2 separate regions of the Capra hircus genome follow, and region 2 is linked to region 1. A link is a contact called in public Hi-C data. All regions are on one chromosome and are shown on one strand. The core of a region is the stretch at or near the end of the contact, and the rest is flanking DNA. Distances in the headings are between cores, read along the strand shown. Region 1 has its middle 86 kb from the start of APOB. Region 2 holds the start of HS1BP3 (HCLS1-binding protein 3).

Evidence for each region. Hi-C and Micro-C count contacts between places; a contact is called where the count stands out from the background.
Region 2: a contact with region 1 is called in a Hi-C map of blood, with 6 times the contacts expected there. The contact joins the promoter of HS1BP3 here to the enhancer-like site in region 1. A contact is called at or near these places in 3 of 5 Hi-C or Micro-C datasets (blood and liver).

The regions. Positions count from the first base shown.
Region 1 is chr11:77,673,024-77,679,824 of ARS1.2, reverse strand. No RefSeq gene overlaps it. Among named protein-coding and RNA genes, the nearest start is that of APOB, 86 kb to the right of the region's middle. Within about 2 kb of position 5,089, at least 1 of the 5 cell types and tissues checked has an H3K27ac peak or open chromatin away from gene starts, as enhancers often do.
Region 2 is chr11:77,924,034-77,930,232 of ARS1.2, reverse strand. It overlaps HS1BP3 (HCLS1-binding protein 3), which reads right to left and starts at 3,654. Exons shown (of 7, transcript XM_018055593.1): 1 at 3,539-3,654. The coding sequence starts at 3,570.

The DNA.
Region 1 (6,801 bases), core at 3,840-6,339:
TGAATTAATGTAACATCATCCAAAATGACTGTTAGTCTGAAGTTAAAACTTTCAAGTCCTAAAATAAAAAATCCCATTTCCACACAAATAAACATTACACATACTCAACTGTGGGCTTCCCTGGTGGTTCAGAAGGTAAAGAATCTGCCTGCAATGCAGGAGACCTGGGTTCAATCCCTGGGTCAGGAAGATCCCCTGGAGAAAGGCATGGCTACCCACTCCAGCATTCTTGCCTGGAGAATCCCATGGACAAAAGAGCCTGGTGGGCTACTGTCCATGGGGTCACAAAGAGTTGGACATGTCTGAGTGATTAACACTATACTCAACTGTAGAAGTAAAGGATTATAGACTTGGGGAGCCGGAAGGAATCTTACAGTTTATTTTACAGAAGAAGAAACTATGGACCAGAGAGAAGGAGACTCTTTGCCTGGAGGCAGGATGAAATGTCAGGCCTAGGGCTCTTGTAGCATCTCAGGGGGTAGTGACCTTTGAAAGTATCTGGAGCCACAGCCAAGCTGAGTCATGTCAACTTCATTTGTGAGCTACAGGTGTTTAGTCACAGGCTGTGATGGCATGACGTAAGCCTCATCTGTGCCACTTGGGACACCCAAAGTCATTACCTCCATTGTGGCAGGGAAAGCTCATAGTAGACAGTTGGGTACTTCATGTTTTTTCCTCCAAAGAACCAGAGAGAAAATTAGAAGGAAAGGTTCCATAAATTTATGCCACCTGGACCTTTGGGGATGAACCCTTACAAATGCCAAAGGCAGGCTGGCCAGGCCGGGGAAGCATACTGGGTGGGGGAGGGCTATTCCTTGGATCCATGGTGCTTGAAATGACTGAGAAAGGCCCATGAGAGAAGTGGGGAGGGGTTCTCTTCTGCCTCAAGGCCAGATTCTCCCCAGAGCATCACAGCACACGGTGTTGGAGGGGGTGAAAGTGAGTGCCCGGCAAGGGGACTTCTCTTAGCCCTGGAGACCACTGACGTTTTGATGGGGCCATTTGACTCGGGAACTTGTAGTAGCAGCAGAAAAAAATACCTGTGAAATGCTCTGTTTTTTCTTTTAGTTACTAAGTCATGTGGGTAAAAGTTTTCCTCTGCATCCAGGGTGGGGACGGTGAAGCCTGGGGCTGGGGGAGGTGGACAGGGGTGTTAGGTATATTATTGGCAAAAACATAACTAAAAGAAAAAAAATCTGGATTTTTTTCTATACGGAGGAGATATGCCTCCCCAAACCCCCAGTCACAAGGGGCTGCATCAAATTCCTCTGAAGCCTTGGCGTGTCTGGCTGAGAGACCACAGCCTGACAGCGCAACTTGGCTTTTTACCACCAGCTGGGTGCCCAGCACCCCAGAGCTCTCGACCCCCCTTCCCACAGCCCCTCCCCTGTGCATGCTGCTCCCCTAGAGTCCCCGTCAGGTCCTTGTTCCTCTCCTCCAGGGCTCCACCCCCGACCTGCTCCTTGGTGTGGATGCAAACAAAGCCCTGACTTAGGTCAGGGGAGGAAGCCTGCTCAAAGGATGCCCACCTGCATCCCTGAGGCTGCCAGGTGAGGCCAGCCCCATCTCTGCTGCTAATCTGCCCACAGCTTCTCCTCGGCCTAGAGTCCGAGACCTGGGTTCCATTTCTCCCAGTTCAGCGCTTTCAACTGAACCTTGTGAATTCCTGAGAATGACTGCCTCCAGGGATGTGTCTATACCTCTTGGGCCTCCTATGAGCTGGACAGTGGAGACCTTTGTTTCAGAAGGATTGCACTTGAGTTCTTGTGAATTGCTTTGTTGGTGAGAGCACCAGGGCCTCAACTCAGCCTTGAGGCTCCAGGAGCCTCCTAGTCTAACATGTGTCCTAGGTCTTAGCTTCAGGCGTGGCATAGATTTGAAGAGGAGAGAGGGGGCCAGGGCCGCAGGGCCCAGGTGGCTGGTGCTTTTAGGCTCCCATCTCTGCATGGAATAGAAAACCTGCCCAGAGACACAGATGATGAGGGCTGGGTGTATACTGGCAGGGATCTCCAAGTTGGGGAACAAACAGGCTGGCAAACCAGAGTGCCTGTACACAGGAGGAGCCTAATTCACACTTGTTGAACAAAAGAAGGGTCGATGATTCCAGTGAGCTCGGCCCAGTCACAGGCTATCCTACCCATGGAGGCTAGGCCTTCTGGAACATACCTTTACCCAGATGCTGGTGTTTAACCATCTCTGATGGTCCATCAACCTCAAGATTTTTCAGCTCCAATGCAATTACCTTAAACTTAAGATTTGCTTATGTTGCTTTGCTGTTCAGAAATCTTTGCTTGCTCCCCAGTACCTTCGGTGGTGTTTCCTAGTTATTAAAAATTGGTTTTAGTGATTACGCTTCCCTCTTTCTCAAGGGAAGAAAGCACGTTCATAATGCACATTAACATATTGAAGGGCCCTGAGAAGACCTGCGGGGAAGAAATTGGTTTCCCCAACCTCGACCATGGAACACTAGCGTCTGTCTTTTGTTTGCTTAACATCCATTAGCACACAGCAGATGACAGGGTTCGTTTTGATAACATTAACCAATAGCATAAAAGCAAGATGAATTAGTTTTACACTCAAGAGATGATGAAATCTGACCTCAGCCTAAGGTCCTTATCACCATGTTGCTCCACCTTCTTGACCTAACATCTGTCATGGGATCAATTATGTCTCCCTAAAATGCTGACAAAGGTCCATCTAGTCAAAGCTATGGCTTTTCTGGTAGTCAGGTATGGATGTGAGAGTTGGGCCATAAAGAAAGCTGAGCACTGAAGAATTGATGCTTTTGAACTGTGGTGTTGGAGAAGACTCTTGAGAGTCCTTTGGACAGAAAGGAGATCCAAACAGTCCATCCTAAAGGAAATCAGTCCTAAACATTCATTGGAAGGACTGATGCTGAAGCTGAAGCTCTAATACTTTGGCCACCTGATGTGAAGAACTGACTCACTGGAAGGGACCCTGATGCTGGAAAGGATTAAAGGCAGGAGGAGAAGGGGACAACAGAGGATGAGGTGGTTGGATGGCGTCACTGACTCAATGGACATGAGTTTGAGTAAACTCTGGGAGTTGGTGATGGACAGGGAAGCCTGGCATGCTGCAGTCCATGGAGTCAGACGTGACTGAGCAACTGAACTGAACTGAAAATTCATGTGCTGAGGTCCTAACCCCAGCCCCTCAAAATCTGACTGTATTTGAGTATTTAAATTATCTTTAAAGAGGAAATTATATTAAAATGATGCTGTTTGGGTGGACTCCAAATCCAGTCTAAAACTGATGTCTTTATAAGAAGAGGACATTAGGACACACAGTGGCTTCCCAGGTGGCACTGGTGGCAAAGAACCTGCCTGCCAATGCAGGAGATGCAAGAGACACAGGTTCAGTCCCTGGGTTGGGAAGATCCCCTGGAGGAGGGCATGGCAACCTACATCAATATTCTTGCCTGGAGAATCCCGTGGACAGAGGAGACTGGTGGGCTATGGTCCATAGGATTGCATGGAGTCAGACACGACTGAAGTGACTTAGTACATCACAGGACACACAGGGAGACAGCAGACAGTGAGATGAATCACGTTCAGGACACAGAAAGAAGGCAACCATGCAGAAGCCAGGGGGAGAGGCCTCAGAAGAGACCAAGCTTGCCAACAGCTTGATTTCTGACTTCCAACCTCCGGAGCCTAGAGAGAGGAATTTCTGCAGTGGAAGCCCCCAGTCTGGGGTGATGTATGATGGCCGCCCAGGGAGACTAACTCACGGTGCTCCCCACTGCTCCCCAAACATGCCCTAGGATTTGGTCAGCATTCCTACCCACAGTCCGGCTAGTCCACTCTTTCTCCAGGCTCTGCCTCTGCAACTCTTTTAGCAACAAACAAACAAAACCATGATAAAATAACCCCCTACCCGGGCCTTGTCTTTTAAGGCCTCACCCACATGCCTCCTTGCCCAGTGGGCTCACCGTGGTCCATTGGCTACATGAGTCCCTCTCTTCTGTGCTCCCAGAATTGGTGGAAAGTTCTGTTCTCTCTTCACTCACTGGCCTTCTGTGGGGTGAGTTGAGCGTGTCTATTCTACCCCCTGCATTGTTGGGCCTCTGGGGGCTGAAGCTTGCCCAGCACGTGACAGGTGCTCCATGATGATTTCTAGATGGAACTGCAGCCTTGTCTCTGTGTCCACCAGGTCAAGAGAAAGGTGGGCACCAGTGTCTGCCTGGCATTTTCCAGGTCTTGGCTGCTGGGACCAAAAGCACAGTGTCTGCTCCATCCCCAGAGGGAGGGAGGGGAGGATGCCGCGTTAGAGGTAGGCCTTAATGGAGCTGAAGTTAATGCCTCTGCGGGGCGAAGGAGCAGAGGCTACTTGATCTGGGTTTCTGAATAATTTCATGCCTTTTGACTCAGATGCACAGGAATCCTGTGCCTTGCACACTGAGGGGACTCTAACCGTGATAAAGGCAAAGACGGGCCACATGCCAACACATCAGGCTCTCGGGCTCTGCTCCTCGGGGAAGTTCCTTCCAGGGACCCTACTGGAGCTGGAAGCATGGACGATGGTGCAGTGGCCAAAGCCAGGCCCTCCCTCAGGAGCCACGTGTGTGCCAGGCCACCGTGCTAAGTCACCGGGCCTCCTGTGGTGGTCGTCAAGCGTGGCTACAGCGCTCATGTCTCCACGCCCTGCGGCCTTGGGGAGAAGGGCCCCCTGCAAGGGGAGCTTTGACACCCTCCACTCTGATCTGAACACAGGTTTTTAATTTCCCTGTAATTTGCCCTTTCTCCCTCTCCCTGGGCTGGCTTCCCTGTCATTTCATTTCCTGCACCATTCTCATCTTACAGCAGAGGTGAAGAGAGTTGACCTCTCCTTGCCCCAGAGCTGAATAAAATACAGAACAGATTTTTTTTTTTTTTTATGAATAAAAATAGGCTCGAATACCACCAGCCAGTCACTGTGGGCTCCGCTGGCCCATCTGGCCTCGCTCTCTCTCCCACCCACTGGCCCATAGCACAGGGTCACTGGGAGAGAGGGTGTCAGGTCTCCAGGGCAGAGCCCAAGGGGACTGTGGGCAGGAAGGTCAGGACCATGCTGGAGCGAGGCCAGGCCAGAGGCTGGCGGGGCCGGGGCAGCTGACCAGCTTCATCTTCTCCCGTGAGCAACGGCCGTGAGGGTGGAAACCTCCTCGTGCAGTGCCCTTGCCAGGGGACCAAGGAGGAAAGATCGAAATGTCAACACCTAGCAGGAAAGAAATTTCTGTCTGGAACATTTGGGTCAATTCCAAGAAGGATGCAACTGGAGCCCTTATGAGCAGAATAGAAAAGATTGCAGCTTTAGAGCCAGACGGACCGCACGTCTGTCTGGTCCTCGTTCCTTTGTGGTCGGCTGTGTTATCTTAGACAAGAAACCAGTCTCTGTGAACCTCAATTTTCTCGTCTGTAAAACAGAGACGATGCAGATTCTATAGTTCAGCTGGGAGAATGAGATAAAACAGCGCATTAAAAGTGCTTTGCACATAAAAGGTGAAGCCTGATCTACCTGCATCCTACTTGTCATTCAGGTCAAAGGTCAGATGGGGCTGTCTCTGACACCCCAGCCCCTGATCTAATGGTTGACCAGCTCCAGTCCACTGAGTGTCCATTGGGTTCTCTGCAAAGTACAAATGTGTCCTTGTTTCTTTGTTTATAAGTGTTTTTTTTTTTTTTTTTGGCTGTCTGGCTCCTCCTAGAAAGAAAGCCAGTGAGAGTGGGTCTCTGTGTGAGTGACGTAGAATTGTTTCCATCCTTTAGCCTCAGAATATAACTCCCTAATGGCGGCCTCTTCCTCTCAAGGAACCAGCTTCTAACCCATCTCCCATTAAGATAAAGCTCCATAATCCCCTCTGTGGACGTGGTGTTCAAGAGGCCCCCTCGTGCCACCTGACCATGTCTCCTCTTGTCCTGAAACATGGAGAGATGCCCACAGGGTCCTGGCCCCAAAGGAAATGACCAAAATCCACATTAGCTTCCTTTTGCGGCTGTCATGGATCACCACCACAGGGTGGCTTGACATAGTTCACGCTGATTACCTTACGGGTCTGTAGAAGTGTGATGCTGGGCTAGAATTCAGGCGTCTGCAGGGCTGGGTTCCATTCCGGAGCCTCTAGAGGCAGATGAATTTCCATCTTCTGGAGGCCATCCACCTCCCTCACCTCCTGGCCCCAGCCTAGCCTCTCTCTGACCTACTCACCAGGTACCAACATTCTATGACAAGCAGACAGGTGAGCCCAGAAATGCAGTCCTAGGTGGGAAGTGAAGAGTGGGGTTCTGCAGAGAGCAGGGTGGGAACATGCGTGGCAGGTGATCCCAAGTCACAGCAGGTGGTCCCAAGGGGAGGTACCCAAGTCAGTGTTTGGCTTCACTCCTCCACGAACCTGTGGGGAAGTGCAAAGTCAGGACTGGACCGAATGCATCCTCTTCCTTCTTTTGAAACTCAGTTCACTGCTTTGTGCCTGGTGGACACCCAGTGAATACTGATGCCACTTGCAGTGAACAGGTGCCATCTTTCAGTCGTTTTTGTCTTTGGGGGCCTCAGCTTTGGATCTGTGATGTTATGGGAAGTCAGCCAGCATCTTGGGCGCAGCCCTGGCCTGAGCATTTGAAGGGTTTTCTTTACCGTTATCCACTTGTGCCCATCAGAGGTGAAGAGCAGGACTGAAGTGACAGCCTTACATCCAGCTGTGAGGTCTCACCTGGAATCTCCCCAGACATCAGAGAACCAGATTTGAGACACTGCCCTTGGTTTTAAGCAAGACTTTAGGATCGCTGGGGCATTGATCAGTGA
Region 2 (6,199 bases), core at 2,405-4,904, 250 kb before region 1:
GGGAGCTTGTGAGAAAGGCAGATCCAGGCTCTGCTGAATCAATCCTCACGTTAACAAGCCCCCCAGGGGACTCTCATGCCCCTAACCCTAATCCACTCTGTGTCCCATTCTCCTCAGGCCCCCAGGGAAACTTTTTTGTGAAGGGCCAGATAGCAAATATTTTAGGTTTTGCAGGCCACCGGGTCTCCATTACCACCATACCCAACTCAGCCACTGCAGAGCAAAAGTGGCCACAGACAGTACATTCAGTTCAGTTCAGTTCAGTTCAGTCGTTCAGTCGTGTCCAACTCTTTGTGACCCCATGAACTGCAGCACACCAGGCCTCCCTGTCCATCACTAACTCCCGGAGTCCACCCAAACCCATGTCCATTGAGTCTGTGATGCCATCCAACCATCTCATCCTCTGTCATCCCCTTCTCCTCCTGCCCTCAGTCTTTCCCAGCATCAAGGTCTTTTCAAATACTTAGACCACCGCATCAGGTGGTCTAAGTATTGCAGTTTCAGCTTCAACATCAGTTCCTCCAATGAACACCTAAGACTGATCTCCTTTAGGATGGACTGGTTGGATCTCCTTGCAGTCCAAGGGACTCTCAAGGGACTCTCTTCTCCAAGGGACTCTCTTCACCAACACCACAGTTCAAAAGCATCAGTTCTTTGGTGCTCAGCCTCTTTATAGTCCAACTCTCACATCCATACATGACCACTGGAAAACCATAGCCTTGACTAGATGGACATTTGTTGGCAAAGTAATATCTCTGCTTTTTAATATGCTGTCTAGGTTGGTACATAAACTTGATTTAAAAAGTGAGTGGGGGGCAGGCTTTGGCCCATGGGTGTAGTCTGCCCACCTATACCCCAGACCAAACTTCCTGAACTGTGATGTGCCTTCCCAGTCATGTCCGACTCTTTGTGATCCCATGGACCGCAGGCTCCCTTGTCTATCACCAACTCCTGAAGCTTACTCAAACTCATGCCCATTGAGTCGGTGATGCCATCCAACCATCTCATCCTCTGTCGTCCCCTTCTCCTCCTGCCCTCAATCTTTCCCAGCATCAGGGTCTTTTCCAATGAGTCAGTTCTTCACATCAGGTGGCCAAAGTTTTGGAGTTTCAGCTTCAGCATCAGTCCTTCCAACGAATATTCAGGACTGATCTGCTTTAGGATGGACTGGTTGGATCTCCTTGATGATGTCCAAAGGCTAACTCTCCCTCTCCTCTTACTCCCAAGGTATCTCATGGCCCCTCTCTGCTCCTCGAGGCTCTGGGACCCCTGCTCTCTCTCTCTCTCGGTTCTCCAACCTCCCTGGCCACTCCTACTCAGCTTCCCTGGATGGTCTGCAATTCTGCCCCAAGTGCCCACCTTAGACCTCTTCTCTCACTCACCTTCCCCAAGGAGCTCAAATATGTTCAAGGTTTTAAATCCCATCTATGAGCCAGTGATCCCTCATTCCTCTCTGATCTGGACTCTCCCCTCAAAGCCACACTCCTCCCAGCTGCCTGCCCGACGTCTTCACTTGGCTGTCAGAAAGCTTCTTAACAAACATGTCCAGACCAATGGTGATTTCACCTTCCTAAACCTGCTCCATCCATAGCCTCCTGGGCTGGTCCACTGCAATACCCCTCTTTCAGGAACTCAAGAGAAGTCTTGTAGTCAATCTTGACTCCTCTTTCTTGCTCTAATGGCCCACATCTAATCATCAGCAACCCCTGAAAGCTCAATCTTCAAAATAGAGCTAGAACCCAAACATTTCTAAGCTCTTCTGCCAGCATCAGCTCTCACGTGGATGACTGCCAGAGTCTCCTGAATGGTCTCCTCACTGCACCCTGCTCGCCTCCCTTCTGCTCAGCACAGCGGCCAAAGGACCTTTCTGGACTCCAAAGCAGGTCCTACCACGCCCAGAGCCTCACTCCAGCCTGGGGAGCCTGTCCTGACTGTCCCCTGCCTCCAAGCCCCCAGATGCGGTAAAACTCTGCACCACATCACCCAACTCTCTGCTGGCTCACTGCACTGCAGTCACACTGGCCTCCTGGCTGGTGCGCAAACATCTCTCTGCCCCAGGATACTGGTTCCTGCTGTCCCCCCTGCCTGGTACCCTGTTTCTTAAGATTTCTCTTTCACTTGTCAGGGATCTACCCAGCTGCCACTCTCTATCAGAAAGACACTCCTGGACCACACCATATAAAACAGCATTCACTCCTCCAACCACCCCATTTCCCTACCACTTTATTTTCCTTTATACCATTTATCATCCCTGGTGCACTATACATTTACCCATCTGCCCCACGAAAGCTCACAGGAGGGACTGTGTGTGGTTCACTATCCTAGAACCGCTCACCTGGCCTTCACCACCAGCACCTGCATTTGTTAAGAAGCCCTGTTCAGGTGGGGCAAAGAGGGAAGCCCCCTCACTCCCTTCCCAGGCTCCCAGCACCAAGCTCACACCCGCACTGGTCTGCCCACGGCCCTGCTCACACCTGCCAACCTCAAACCTCCTATCCGCACAAAAGGGAACAGGCTCAGCGAAAGGAGGTGATTCACACGGCACGAGGGAAACCTCTTCTGCCAGCAAGGACACGACCAGCCACCACGGAGAGGAGACCAAGCAGGTTCTGACATCAGAACCTTAAAGAATCATACTTTTCTAGACCTGAAGCCACAAAGTTGTTCAAATTACAGCCGGAAAAATTTTACATTCATTTATGTAAGAGACTGATGTCTTAGCCTAAGATTTTGTGTAGGGGGAACAAGGGTAGAGTGTGTGGAAACACTTGCAGAGAGTCACTTGACAGATGTGACTAAGGGGGAGACGGTAAAACCAAGCCCACCGCAGCCTTCAGCGTCCCTCATGTACTGAATCCCCCAGGCCTGAGTCAGGGACCCTCTGGAGGCCTCTGCGGTAACTGCACTTTTCCTGGGCTACCTGTTAGGCAGCTGCCACCTGTCCCCTTCCCTTCCCCTGGAGGACCTGGCTTCACGCACCCCCACCTCGCAGAAGCCGGGTCACACCCTGCCCTGTGTTCCCATGGCAACCTAAAGCCGCAACCCCACCCCCCCCACCCCGGCTCAACAGCTGTCCTCCGCCCGTTTCCCCTGACGGGCCGAGCCTGGTCTGATTCACCCCGTCCCCAGTGCCGTGCCCCGGACCTGGCACACAGTCAGCGCTGCCACGATGCATAACTAGATCTTGGAAAAGAAAGGAAGGCAGGTCAGCGGGAAAGGGGTGAGGAGAAACCCCTCTTTGACCACCGTGCAGGATCAGCCAATCCAGGCCTTCCACTAGTCTTGGATGAGTTCGTTACCCTCTAGGGACCACAGTTTCCCCATCTGTAAAACCGGGAAGGGAGGCGGGCGGCCTCTCCCGCAGGGCCGGGGAGCGGCCGAGCCCAGGTCCACGGCCAGCGGCGCTGGGGACGCTGGGCGCCGGGCGGGATCCTCAGGACCCGCCGCCTCCTCCGCCCGGGACACCTAGGGCCGCGGCTCCGGGCCCTCCCGACTCTACGCCGCCCGAGATGCGGCCGGGGCGCGGGGTCTGGCTCACCTGGAGGTGACGAGCACCGCCGGGGACTGCATGACGGCGAGGGGCTCCGGGCGGGGCGTGCGATCACGCGACCGCGGGCGCCGGCGTCGCCGCGTCCTCGCCCCGCCCGCCCCGGCTCGGGCTCGGGCTCGGGCTCGGGCTCGAGCTCGGGCTCCTGCCTGGCCCGCCGCCTAGTGGCCGCGGCGCTCGGCCGGACGCGGCCGTGATTTCCAGGCCTTTCTGGAATTCTGGGCGGAGATTCAGGGCTGAGGACCGTGAGCAGGTCGGCGCTGCTGGAGGCCCCGGCCGCGCCGAGCGCGCTCCCGTCCCGAGCCATCCCGAGGCGCGCGCGTCCTGGTTTGGGTCTGATGGCCCGGCGTTGTTAGAGACAGCGCCCCGTTCACTTTTAGGAGTGCCCCAAGCGTCCCGCTTCCGGATGATAAATCATTCGGTTCTGCTTCCTTGGGGAGAGTTTTGGGGAAACAACCCAACCGTGCACAGGGTCCCAAGGATGCTCTGAGAGATGTTTCCAGCGTCAAACGAGGTCAGAGAACCCATCAAACAAAACGAAACACTCTGTGCGGGGTGATCTAAAGAAACAGCAGTCTGACACAGCCCCCCCCCCCAACCCCGGAGGACTTAAAGGGGCCAACAGGCCCTTCCCAGCAAAAGCTTCTGAGAACTGGGTTTCTTCTTCCTCACTAAAGAAATGTTCTGAACCTTGTTAAAACTGTAAGGAAGACTTTATTCAAGGCTGTTGCAACAGGAGTCAAGACTTTGCCAATGGGAAGAGTTCAGGCTCAGCCCTGAATACAGCAAGGACAGTGGGACTGGAGCCAGGGGCAGGGGGAGGTCAGTGATGGAGGTACAGGGAGCCAACGGTGAGGATCCTTGCTGAATCCTAGCCTGAAGGCAGGCTAGGGGCTTAGAAGACACAAACGGGTGGGAGGGGAGGAACTTGATCAGATACCAAGGGTGATCAGATATCAAAGGGAGAGAGCCTTTCTCAACTGACTTAGCAGGATTCTTGCTGAGACTGGGCTGGGCAGGCCAGAGACAGGGCAGGCACCAAGGTCAAAGGCCCAGTTGAGAAGAGGGCTCAGAGGAGCCTACAGTTTGGTCAAGAAGACGGTCTCTGTCTCCCAAAGTTTCCGTCTCAGAGAGCTGCTAAAATTACCCCCACTCCCTGCTCTCCAGGCACCATCCCCTCCTTTCCTCCTTTCCTAATGACACCTCCTTCCCCATACTGCTCCCTGCCCCCCAGCTCTAAGAATGCTTCTGCTGGACTGCATTCTCCCAAAATGCCAGCCTCCCACCCCTCCTGCACCACCCTGGAACTCTAATCACCAGTGTCCCAGCTCTTTGCAACCACCTGTAAAACACTTGGCTCAGGGCCTGGCTCACAGTGACATCAGAGTCGTGTGAGTGTTTGTGTTGCTAAGTGCTAAGTTACTTCAGTCAGGTCCGACTCTTTGTGACCCCATGGGTTGTAGCCCACCAGGCTCCTCTGTCCGTGGGATTTTCCAGGCAAGAATACTGGAATGGGTTGCCTTTTTCTACTCCAGGGGATCTTCGCGACACAGGGATGGAACCCATGTCTCTTTTGCCTCCTGCATCGGTAGGTGGGTTCCTTACCAGAAGTGCCACCTGGGAAGCCTCCGTTGCTCTAACGTTGAGCAACTAAAATGACAGGTCTCTCTGCTTCTGCTACTAGTCAGAGTTCCTCACAAAGCCACTCTCCTCTCTCCCTCATGACCTTTTCATTCATTCATTCAACAGCTATCTACTGGACTGGGCCTCTGTTTGGGGGCCTGCGGAGGCTCCTGAGCTATTGGTGGCAAGGACACCATGGCCCAGGGCTCCGTCTGTGGACTTGCTGCCTCCAGCTTCCCCTTTCCTGTCCTCTCTTCAAGGTTCTAGCTCCTTCCTACTGTCTGCTTACTCCCCTTTGTCCACTGAGGGTCTTCGGGGAGCCACAGCTTGGTGGGTGATGGGTGTCCCTGTCCTGGCTCCCATGGCCGCCTTTGGGTCCACAGCTGGAGATCCTAACAGGCAAGGTCACAAAACTGTTGGAGCTGAGAGTTACGCTGAGCCTGTGGAGGGTGCAGACTTGAAGCACACACGTCCCAGGGCAAGCACAGGTGGGAGCTGCAAAGAATGGGACCCTGCACCCCCAGGGGAGCTGGTGGCATGTCGGTCACCTGTGCCTTGCAGGCAAATGAACCTCACCCCTGGCCCCAGGCTTCCCTAGTGTGCACTGAGGGGGGACTTGGCACACCTGGCGCCTGCCGAGAACCACTGGTTCCCCATGAAAGAGTGAGGCCATCCGGAGAGCAATCCCATTTTCTGCCTCTGTGGGTCCCACACGCCCCTCTGGGGCTCCAGCGGATAATTGCATACAATGCATGGAATGTGGAATCTAAATTTGATATTTTCTGCTTCCTGCCTGACTCAAGGAGCCCTTTCCATGGCTGAAGCCGCAGTAACGCAAGCCACATTGCAGGGAAGCTGACAGTCCCCCTCCCCACTGCCCGGGGAGGAACGCTCCAGGCCTCAGTCACCCCCTGCCCCAGGGAAGTCGCTGCACCTCAGGGCCAGTGGGATAAGTTAGAGGCACCACAGCCCACAAGGAGTCTTATCTGAGCTCTGGTCAACCTTGCCCTGGTTCCTGGTGGGGTGGGA